3 separate regions of the Mus musculus genome follow, and all the other regions are linked to region 2. A link is a contact called in public Micro-C and promoter capture Hi-C data. All regions are on one chromosome and are shown on one strand. Each heading gives the region's core, a stretch centred on a gene start, on an enhancer-like site or on the middle of the called end of the contact. The rest is flanking DNA. Distances are from core to core; before and after follow the strand shown.

What was found. Promoter capture Hi-C pulls out the DNA fragments that hold promoters and counts their contacts. Hi-C and Micro-C count contacts between places; a contact is called where the count stands out from the background.
Region 1: a contact with region 2 is called in a Micro-C map of stem cell-derived neural progenitor cells, with 4 times the contacts expected there. The contact joins the enhancer-like site here to the promoter of Rgs7 in region 2. A contact is called at or near these places in 1 of 39 promoter capture datasets (stem cell-derived epiblast-like cells), 2 of 484 Hi-C or Micro-C datasets (cerebellar granule neurons and stem cell-derived neural progenitor cells) and 2 of 9 other capture datasets (adipose tissue and pancreatic islet).
Region 3: a promoter capture Hi-C map of hippocampal neurons shows a contact between it and region 2, with 4 times the contacts expected there. The contact joins the enhancer-like site here to the promoter of Rgs7 in region 2. A contact is called at or near these places in 4 of 39 promoter capture datasets (embryonic stem cells, hippocampal neurons and liver), 4 of 484 Hi-C or Micro-C datasets (the N1E-115 cell line, cerebellar granule neurons, cerebellum and 1 more), 2 of 115 datasets of contacts at active chromatin or transcription factors (astrocytes and neural progenitor cells) and 2 of 9 other capture datasets (adipose tissue and pancreatic islet).

Annotation. Positions count from the first base shown.
Region 1 is chr1:175,383,578-175,387,317 of GRCm38.p6, forward strand. All of the region lies in intron 2 of Rgs7 (regulator of G protein signaling 7), which reads right to left. Among named protein-coding and RNA genes, the nearest start is that of Rgs7, 110 kb to the right of the region's middle. Within about 2 kb of position 2,249, at least 42 of the 459 cell types and tissues checked have an H3K27ac peak or open chromatin away from gene starts, as enhancers often do. A contact at or near this core is called in stem cell-derived neural progenitor cells, where this site is marked.
Region 2 is chr1:175,491,044-175,494,286 of GRCm38.p6, forward strand. Rgs7 (regulator of G protein signaling 7) reads right to left here and starts at 1,502. Exons shown (of 18, transcript NM_001347195.1): 1 at 1,218-1,502; 2 at 10-133. The coding sequence starts at 87.
Region 3 is chr1:175,600,446-175,603,949 of GRCm38.p6, forward strand. It overlaps Fh1 (fumarate hydratase 1), which reads right to left. Exons shown (of 10, transcript NM_010209.2): 9 at 3,493-3,504; 10 at 933-1,121. The coding sequence ends at 979. Among named protein-coding and RNA genes, the nearest start is that of Fh1, 23 kb to the right of the region's middle. Within about 2 kb of position 2,021, at least 13 of the 459 cell types and tissues checked have an H3K27ac peak or open chromatin away from gene starts, as enhancers often do. A contact at or near this core is called in hippocampal neurons and liver, where this site is marked.

The DNA of each region.
Region 1 (3,740 bases), core at 999-3,498, 110 kb before region 2:
TCTTTTGTGTACAGTGATATTTTGGCATTAGAACTAAGAATCCATTGCCTCGTCAAAAATCAGAAAAGTCCTACTTTTTCTTTTAGATGCTTCATAATTTGATATTATACCTAGGTCTATTTACCATTTAGAGTTAATACTGTATAAAATATAAGACATACATCTAAATTCACTGCTTATATTTATATATCTAATTATCTTTTACTGGGAAAGAAAATCATTACACTTATCTTTTGTGAATTACTTGGATACCTTTGTAAGAAATTAGTTGACCATAACTCGAAGAGCCTACTGGCTTCACAGATCTATACATCTATTTGGTTTTTTAAAGGATTTATTTCTATACTTTCAGAAATTATGTATACATGTGTGTATCTACATATAGGTATGTGAATGGGAATGCAGGTGCCCATGGAGTACAGAAAAGGGTGATGACTCCCCTGAAGGTAAAGGTACATGCAGTTAGGAGCTGCCTGACATGAGGGCTAGGAGCTAAACTTAAGTCCTCTGCAAGAGCACTATGTGCTCTTAACGGAGCTGTCTCTCCATTCCTCTATGCAGTGATTCGTGAGTGGGCACTGCATTTAATTAATTATTTTTAATGGAATTTATTATGCCTGATGACTCCTGAGCATGGCGCCTGCCCTGAAGTACGGATGATATACCCAGCATCACTCTATTGAAGAAAACTATTTTTCTCTCCCGCAGAAGCTATCAGTTGAAAATAACTTCTTAGCGAGGGGTTTTCTTGTATTTGATGCAATTTTCGTTGTGAATTGTCCATTGCTGTGATTCAGAATCACAGGTTTGTTATAAGTCACCAGCTTACAGACAAAATCTAATAGCCATTCGTAGAACTCCTCTGATGATGTGAAGTGAATCCTATGACATAATCTTTGCCTCCCGCTCCCACATCATTCCCTTCTGTAACTTGGTATCTATGCTTTCTTTTGCTGCTTTTTAAAGTAATGCTTATTGCTTAAAATCAATATAGTAAGTCTCAATTTAGATATTACATCATCCTAGAAGACTTTCCTTATTTTTCTTTACCTGCCCCTGCCACTTTCCATAAAAATTCATATGTATGTCCTTTTTGTTTTTTCTATGGGGCATTTTAACAGAGTGCATCAAAAAATAGAGCTATAGTACACAAAGAATTTTAGCATTTATTTATATCCATCCTCTGTCCAAGTGATAGAACCACTAGGTTTTTTTTTATAGGCACATAGCAAAATAAAAGATCATTATTTTTCACAGGCAGACATATAGGCAGTAAGCATAAACCTTCTCTAAAGAGCATCTGAAAGGTTCTTCCTTTCTTTTCTTTCTATGTTCCTTTCTCCTTGCAGGCTAGAATCAGGTCCACTAGGTAAAGCTGGCAACAGACCCTGACCAAGAAGGAATAGAGAGACACACATAACCACAAAGCAGTTATGCTAGAAAAGCCTAGGTCTCCATATATTACCCTGCTCCTGGGATTGACATGTTAAAAGTCCCATAGTTCTTGCCTTAAGCTGTTGTTTCTTTAGGTCACTGTTGCTGTTAGCAAACAATCCAAAGAGATATACATATCAAATTGAATACCTTCTCAGTACACAGTGCTGTGTCTAATACAAAGTAAGTCTTTAGGTGACACTTGCTGATAAAGGATTAAAAGTCTTCATGAGTCTCCAGCTTCTCACAAAATTCATGTCCAGGACACTAAAGCAAGCTTGTCTCTCTCTCTCTCTCTCTCTCTCTCTCTCTCTGTGTGTGTGTGTGTGTGTGTGTGTGTAAAATTCTGCCTTCATAAATCTCTCAGGCTCTGAACAGTTTTCCACTAATTTACTTATCCTAACATTAATAAACTCTTTGATATTTAATGTAGCTGAAGAAAGCAAATTTATTTAATAATTTCATGGGTATTTGAGAGCCAGAAGCCTGAAATTGACTATGATAACTTATCGCAAGAAACCAAAATTATAGAACAATGGCAATCAGATTCAGACAGCTAAAACAGCTTGTTTAGTTCCACAGATGACAACCTGGAGGCACAGAGAGGTGGCAGGGCTAATTCCAGGTCACACAAATGTTGAATGGCAGAGCTGATGTCAGAATCCATTCAATCAGACCTCCCACGGTGTACTCTTGGACTCAGTTAGGGCATCATTGCTTGGGAAGAAGAAACTACTAACGTAAGCAGTAAGCAAATGACCTTTTAAAATGTGAGGACTTAGAGCCTGGAACACACATGCGCCAGCAGCTCTGCCCCTGCCTGGTTTCCATGGCAATATCAGTTACAGGCCTCCTGCTGCTGGGACCAATGGAATGAATGGAGGAACTGCAGCAATTTTTACTGTTCTTTCATTCTGATGGTGATTTCACTTTTCCACTCAATGGTCCTTCCCATCCCTCATTCTGCCTGACTGGCAGAAGAAGCTTCTTGGGATTGTGGCTGAGAGTGCCTCAATCTATGACTCCCTTCATCCAGTGTAGAGAATGAGTAGAGGGCTGCTGAAGATGCTTAGGGGAAAGGGAATATGGGAAAAAGAAAGGGAGTGAGAAAAGGAGGGAGGAGGGAGAGAAACAGGGAAGGAGGAGGAAGTGGAAGGAGAGAGAAAGAGGAGGAGGAGACAGAAGGAAGAATGAGGAAAAAATTACCAAGAGGAGGAAAAGCAAAAAGAGAAGGAATTATTTGTTTTATCTGACTGTTTCTTGCCTCCTGTTTTTATAGATGTTGCTGTTGTTGTTGTTTATGCATTTTAAAAATCTGCAGTTACATGAGATGACAAGCTTGAAAAGTAACAGCCATGCTTCTAACGGTAGTTGAAAGGACGTTACAAACCAACCGAGTACCCTAGGATGACGGAACCATGCCCCTAGCCCTACCACTCAGCTCTCCCTGAAGATCTCATTGTATGGCATCATCTATTTTCTTGTACTCACAATAAGTTGGATATGTATGTACTGTTTGCAGCCACAAAGCAGAATTCTAAGGCCATTGGCAATGAGTTGTATTTGCTTCTCAAAATGTCAAAGTCCCGAAACCAGACCAACAGAAAGAATGGACGTCCTCAACCTTCATTTTGTATGAAGTCAAGCTTTTTGATTTGCCTCTCCCACTGAAATATTGCTGGCAAAGAGGCAGAAACAGGTTAGCCCCTTATAATAAATATGCCTAATTCATCCATGTAGCAGTATTCTGTATTGATAAGATAATAATGACATCAGTAACTAGCAGGAGGAATGACAATTACAAAGCAATTGTTAGCACATGAGTGTGTACTTGTTAGCACTTAGAGAGGAACTGACCGAGCAGTTCTCTCTTCATTACTGTAAATGCTTATGCTACCAACTAGCTTCCTAAAGAAAAGAGGTCTACTTGAGACATAGTTCGGGATGGCTCACCTTCAGCTTTACTGAGAACTTTATAGAGAATGCAGGGACAAAAGGAAGTTCATGTCCCCAGACAAACAGCTACAGAGTGATTCCAGGGCTGGGCTTGCTCATATAAAAAGCTCACCCTCAGGGCAATCCCAGGTCTCATGAGAGCCATATTCATGCCCTTGGAAGGCATGCCACATTGACCTTAGGACATCACACCAGCCCCGTGTCCATGTCATTTCCTCCCTGGACCTCCATGCAGGGGACTCAGCTTCTGACAAGCAGCCACTTGGGATAAACCAGTTACAAATAATTGCAACCAGTCATCTTGTGTTCTCATGTGAAAACTAATAAAATTTAAAATGCACATAAGAAAA
Region 2 (3,243 bases), core at 252-2,751:
AATTCTTACCTTTCTGTACACCAGCATGTTGGGTGATTCGTCCGCCACCCCGTTGCTGGTCTGTCCATAATTATTTCCCTGAGCCATTTCACCCAGAACTTGGTAGCTCAGATACAAGGATGATCAATCTGCCCTGCAAAGAATTAGAGAGCCTCTAGTGAGAGCCTGGTAGTCCTGGGGGGAACAGACATCCGCCAACACACACACACACACACACACACACACACACACACACACACACCTTCATGTTCACAGTACCCAAACCACGGGAAGAATTCTTTCATTTCTGGGATGAGGAGAACACCAGACATGGAGTTTTTCTTTTTTAAAGAAATACAAAGGCAGAAGTTTACATCTGTAGTAGCCCCAGGAAATCTCAACAGACAACCTTCCAGTTCGAAATAGTCAGCTAGCTAAGGTTTTTGTGGACTTCATTTTGTGAATACTCTCTTTTTAAAAGTATTAGGTACTTACTTAAAAACCCCATGGTTGGCACTTCCCTAATACCCACTGTTCTCCCTGGATACTTGCTGCTCCACTTGATGCGGTTCTCCCCAAAGGGCAGAAAGCCAACACCCGCTGCAGCCCACTTTCTCCTAGTAGCCAGCTAGTTTCCCATGGCAGGCGCGACAGAGGCCCCTTCCCCACAAGTGTTCTTTTCAGGCACATGTTTGTTCTCCATTTCTTGGGCTCCCCACACAGCCTGGGCATACATAGGCTTTTCCACTTTCACCTGCTTTCACTGCCAGCCCATGGCTCCTCTGTGCTCCCACCTCGGTGCGCTAAGTCTGGACCTGATCCTGACTAATCTTTGGAAGAAAGCTTCCAAATTAGGTCCAAGCAACCCAAGGCTGATGGGAAGTCAAGCCTTGAGCAATCACCTGGCTCACCTCCGAGAGCAAGCTAACTGCACAAGCCTGGAACAATCAGCCAGAAGAGCAGAGAAATCTGGGTCCCAGCTCATCCTGCTCGGCCCTTGCTCTCGGAGGCAGCAAATGGCAGGCAGCCTTGCCCCTCATCCAGGCACTGGCCACACCGGGCAGCAGTTTCAGCACCGTGGACCGCGGCGTGCGCAGCGCCCCAGCCCGGCCGGCCGGGCGCGCCACTCATTGGGGACCGTGACTCCCGTCGTCGCAGGGCGAGGACCGGGTGCGGGACCAGGGGTCCCGGGGACTCCAGGTGGCGCCGCCTCCTCCCCTTCCGCTCCCTCCGGTTACCTCCTCGGCCAAGGTCACGGCCCCGCGGCTCCCCTCCGGGTGTGCTGAGGGCAGGCGCTGTCAGCTGGCTGCGAGCGGAGCTGCGAGGCAGGGCAGCCTCATCACACTCGCGCTGCTCAGGCCACCGCCACCCTCGCCGCGGTGCACAGGCGGCCCCGGCAGCCGCCGCTCGCGCCCGCTCCCCCGGGCCGCCTCGCTCGTTCCCTCCTCCGCTTCTCCTCCCGGGGACTGGGACCAGTCGAGCGCGCGCGGGAGTCGAGACGCCTGGCCCGTGCGCGCGCGACTGGGAGGAGGGAGGAGGCGACAGTCACGTGGGACAGGGACGCCCGAAGGTGCCGGCTCGGACGGGCTCGGCTTCGCCGCCGCCACACCCCTGGGTGTCCCCGGCCTCCCGACCCCGCAACCCCTCGGGAGCACAGGCCCTGTCCCCCGCGCTGGCAAGCCCACGCGCCGCCGCAGGCCTGGAGAGCCAAACTGAGCTAAGCAGGAGGAAGGGCTTGGCGGAGGGTGGGTGGATGGGTAGGTGGGTGAAAGGGTGGGTGAGTGGGTAAATGGATGAATGGATAAGGCCCCCTGCGGCTGGCAGGTCTGCATCGCGCTCCTGGCGACCCTGCTGGCAGAACTAGGGAAGCAAATGATTGATAATCCTTATGCTTAAGTAACAGCCCAGAGAGATGCTGGAATATCCCAGAAGTGAAAGCAATGGCCAGGACCAAATGACTCATTGGCAGGCCCCCTTCCTCACTCCAGCCTGTTTGCCCATGACTTTCACTGCCTCCTATTAAGTTGGAAATACCGGGAAGGAATTTGGAGGCCTCTACCAAAAGCGAACAATCTCACCACCTGTGACATTGAAGGCCCATGGCTGATGTCTGGCTGGTCTAACCTACTGGGCTCAGAGAAACTTGTCTTTAGTCCTTGTCCTCTACTGGGGTTCACAGAATCACAAAGGGTCTGGGGTTGCTGATACCCCGAACCCCAGAAATTCTTCAGGTTTCCGGCACTAATTTTTCAAGGACTGGGAAGACATTAAAGAAAAAAGTTTTTGTCCTCGTGAAATGTACCCAGCTTTCTGGGACATTAGGAAGTTGTGGGAATCTGAACATCTGAGAAGGCTTCCTCTATAGGACTGAGGATAAAGACGATTTAGCCAGTGTGATTTGTGTGTGTAGGCGGACTAAACCTAAGGCCCCTGCCAATGAGCTGCATCCCATTCACAACCCTCTCTACCAGCACCTTCGTTTGTTTGTTTGTTTGTTTGTTTGTTTTTCACTTTTGAGACAGCGTCCAACCAGGCTGGTCTTAAACTCAGTTTAGCCCAAACAGACCTTAAATTCAACATTCTCCTGCCTCAGCCTTCCAAACAGCTGGGATTACAAACCGGTGGCACCAGAATTGGCTATCCAGTGCCATCTGTGGCTGCTTCTCCAAGCAGGGTAAACCTTAATATAACTGCTATCCAAATATCTGTGGGTACCAGTCACGTTTCCAGCCTCACCCAGGCTCTTTCAGGTGTCATTCAAAGTAGCATTTATCTATCCGTACCCATGTTCTAAATACTACAGGATCACGTTCCCAGGCCAGGTTACCCACAGCCATGTCTGACTTCTCTCCCTACTTTCCATCAATTTCCCCAAATCTTTCCACTGTTAGGGAAATTCTCTTTGTTTCCATTCTCTCCTAATAGTTTCTTGGTGGTCTTACTCTAGCTGAAACCGGCTGCTCTCTCTTCAGCCCCCTGCCTCCCTTCCTTCCTTTCCCCTTGCTCTCTCTACTGTCTGGATACTCATGTGCTTTTAGATATAGATAGATATGGAAAAAGTCACTGGGTGTGCTCACCACTTTGCCCTAAATGAAATGGCCTGAAGGAGCCTGTAAGGATAGTTACAGTTGCCAGGAAAGAACTAAGGAGGAAGATTCAATTCAGGAGACAACTCATAACTCTATCAGTATGCAATATTATATTTATCACCTTACAATTTCCAGGGACTCGCATTATTCAGATCTAGACTAGAAGAAATAGCCT
Region 3 (3,504 bases), core at 771-3,270, 110 kb after region 2:
CTAATTTGCTGCTTAAAGATTCTCAAGTATACATAGTATCCTCTTTAATGTTCTCATTTTCATTTAAAAACAGTCTTAAGGGAGGTGCCCAAGAATCAGTGGAGGTGATCTTAGCTGTGATTCACACCATTGGGGATATGGAACCTGAAGAAGCCACCTCCTGTATCCAGAGAGGAACCCCAGTGGAGCGATAAGAGACACCAACCCACCCACAAAACTTTCAACCCAAAATTTAACCTGTCTATAGGAAATGCAGGCACGCAGGAGGGAACAGAGAGTGAGGGAATGGCTAACCAGTAACCAGCCCAACTTGAGATCGATCCCATGGGCTAGCACCAATCCTTAACACTATTAATGCTACTCTGTTATGGTAACAGATAGGAACATGTGAGGCTCCACCCAGCAGCTAACTCAGACAGAGACACCCATAGCCAAACAGTGGACAGAGCTTGGGAACTCTTATGGAAGAAAAGGAGGAAAGATTGTAAGCCTCAAAGGGGATAGGAACTCCACAGGAAGACCAACAGAGTCAACTAACCTGGACTCTTGGGACTCTCAGAATCCAAACCAACAAAAGAACATACACAGGCTGGACCTAGGCTTCCCACACATACATAGCAGAACATGCAGCCTGGTTTTCATGTAGGTTCTGAACAACTAGAGCGGGGGCTATCCCAAAAGCTGTTGCCTGTGTGTGGGATATGTTCTTCTAGCTGGGCCTTCTTGTCTGGCCTTCGTGGGAGAGGAAGTGCCTAGCCTCGCAGACTTGAAGTGTCAGGGTGGGGAGGATACCAGGGGGGACCCCACCAGCAAAGAGAAGAAGGGGAGATGGGGGTGGGGGGATGATTGTGGAAATAAGTGACAGGGAGGGAGACAGTGAGTGGGATATAAAGTGAATAAGTTAAAAAATTAAATTAAATTTTAAAAAGGTCTTGTTTGTAAATTTCTTAAGTTTATTTTAATATAAATTTATTGAAGTCACTTTGGACCCAGCATATCCTTGGGTTTCACCCACTCATCAAACTGCTCTGCTGTGAGATAGCCAAGTTCAATAGCCGTTTCCTTTAAGGTTGATCCGTTCTTGTGTGCGGTCTTGGCAATCTTTGCTGCTTTGTCATACCCTGAAGGGAAGACACACAACACAAACATCAGTAGTGAAATTTTTCTAAAATAAAAAGCAACTGATACTGATGTTACAGGCCTCTTACATAACATAATCTATTTTAAAACTATAAAGTGACCATGCCAATAACTATCATGTCTTCTATAGAATACAACCTTGATTTGCTTGAGAAACAGACTTAAGCATACCTCATTTTATCCAAGATTTGTTGAAATGGACCAATAATTAAAAGAAACATTTAAAAAGAAGAAAGAGAGAGAGAGAAAGAGAGAGAGAAGAGAAGAGAAGAGAAGAGAAGAGAAGAGGCACCACAGCATAAAATCCACACTTGGCTGTGCTGTCCATTAATTATCTTTCTAAGGCAGCACTAAAACGTTCATTGCGGCAGGTTGTAGGAACAGACAGCTATGTAACCGGCGGTAACCAGTTCCCATGGTTCCCATAGCCCTGCTCTGCTCGGTGCTCCAGCACACCGGCTGCCATTCCCTGGCTTCTGCTTAGGGTTTAGGCATTACAAGGATAAGGAGGGGAGAGTTTTAGCCAACATATCTATTGGCACCAAGGAAGCCAGGCAACCCAGGCAGGACGATGCACTGTAACCCTAGCATCCAGGGGATGACAGTGAGTCTCAACCTGGGCTACACAGCAAGCCCTGCCTCAAAAAGCAAAACATCAGAGACCCTGGTTCACTTCAACAGTCATCTGCTTTTACACGACGGCTGGCACCGAGAAATTCTCAAGGTCGCTCTGACATTGAAAACTGACAGAAGGCAAAGGCAAGGACGATGACGTCAGTGACAGAGGCAAAGTAAACTTAAAAGTCAGAGGACTATGACCAAGGGGGCGGGGCCTGCTGAGGCAATGTGGTAACCAGGTGGTGCAGTGTGGTTGGAACACGTCTGGCTGCAACCACAACCAAACTGCCTGCTTCACTTTAGTCTTAGCTGAACCTATGCACGTTCACTGTGCTGGCACAGGCATGGAGTAACCGAGTCACTTGCAGAAAGAATGGTCACGTTAAACTCTTGGGTCAAACTGTCTTCTGTGCTTTTTGTGTGAATGAGGACTACAACGTAGGCGTCCCTGCCCACCACACAAACCAGTACTCAGTACGACCCTCGTGTATCACAGAGCCACTAAGAGCCCAGACCAGGCCTCACTCAGCCAGCGCGGTGGTTCTTGCCGAGATCATAAAGCACTTTTGCCAGGGACGTGGTCTTTGGGTGTCTCTGTCCTAGAGTCTAAGATGCTTCCCAGGCATCTGCTTGAACAGGGCGTCTAACCTACAAGTGTTGGCAACACAGGAAGGTCAGGTGAAGCACTTCTCTCACAAGCCTCTAGGGTTGCTTTGGACCTTCGGACTTAAATGCTGGTGTGTAACAATTTTAAATGAGTCAAATCGTTTCACCAACTCTATAAAACTAAAATAGATAGGTAGGTAGGTAGGTAGGTAGGTAGGTAGGTAGGTAGATAGATAGATAGATAGATAGATAGATAGATAGATAGATAGATAAAACCATGAATAATATCAGCCCCCCTAAGGTCAGGATTATTGAACATTCTAAAGTGTTAACTGCATCATGATACAAGATTGTATCATTACTCATTCTAAAGCAGCCCAATGCCATCTACACAGCGATGGCCTGCACAGCAGCAGACCACAGCAATGGCCTACAGCCCGTGGAAGCCAGAGCAGATGTCTTAATGGGATGGACAGTGGTGGTGGTCAGCTGCAATCTAAGTCTGCATAAAACACTTAAAATCAGGAAAAGACTAGGAACACAAAAGATAGTTTCAGAAAAACCATTTAGTTTTCTTACCTTTCCCTATAAACACCAATATATATCTTTCCCTTTTAATTTGTAACATTCTATATTTGAATTGAATAAAACAAAATCAAAATATTACATGGCATCTAGGAAGGAAGAAACAAATGAATCCATTTGCTATCATCGGTGATCAGGCAGTGCCACCTAGTGACGTTACCAACGAGGGAGGGTCTTACAGGTCACCCTCTCCAGCTGTTGGCATAAACACCAGCATCCGAGGTCCTGACTATGAAATCAGGGCTGCTGAGATGCTTTGTGTGCCCGGCTGCTCTCCAACACGACTGCTGCTGAGTTCCAGCTCACAGACCCACATGGTGGAAGGAGAGAACTGATCCATCCCTGTAAGCTCAGCTCTGACCTCCACATGCACCTCATGGGAAGACAGACAGACATAGATATCCAATACAGACACACAGATACACATAGACAGACAGACAGACACACACACACACACAGAGATTTTTTCAAAAACTTTAAAGGTTTCTTTTTTTTAAGCTTTTCAGTAACTGTTTTCAAAATGGCATTACCCTCCAAACTTACCTATATGTGGAT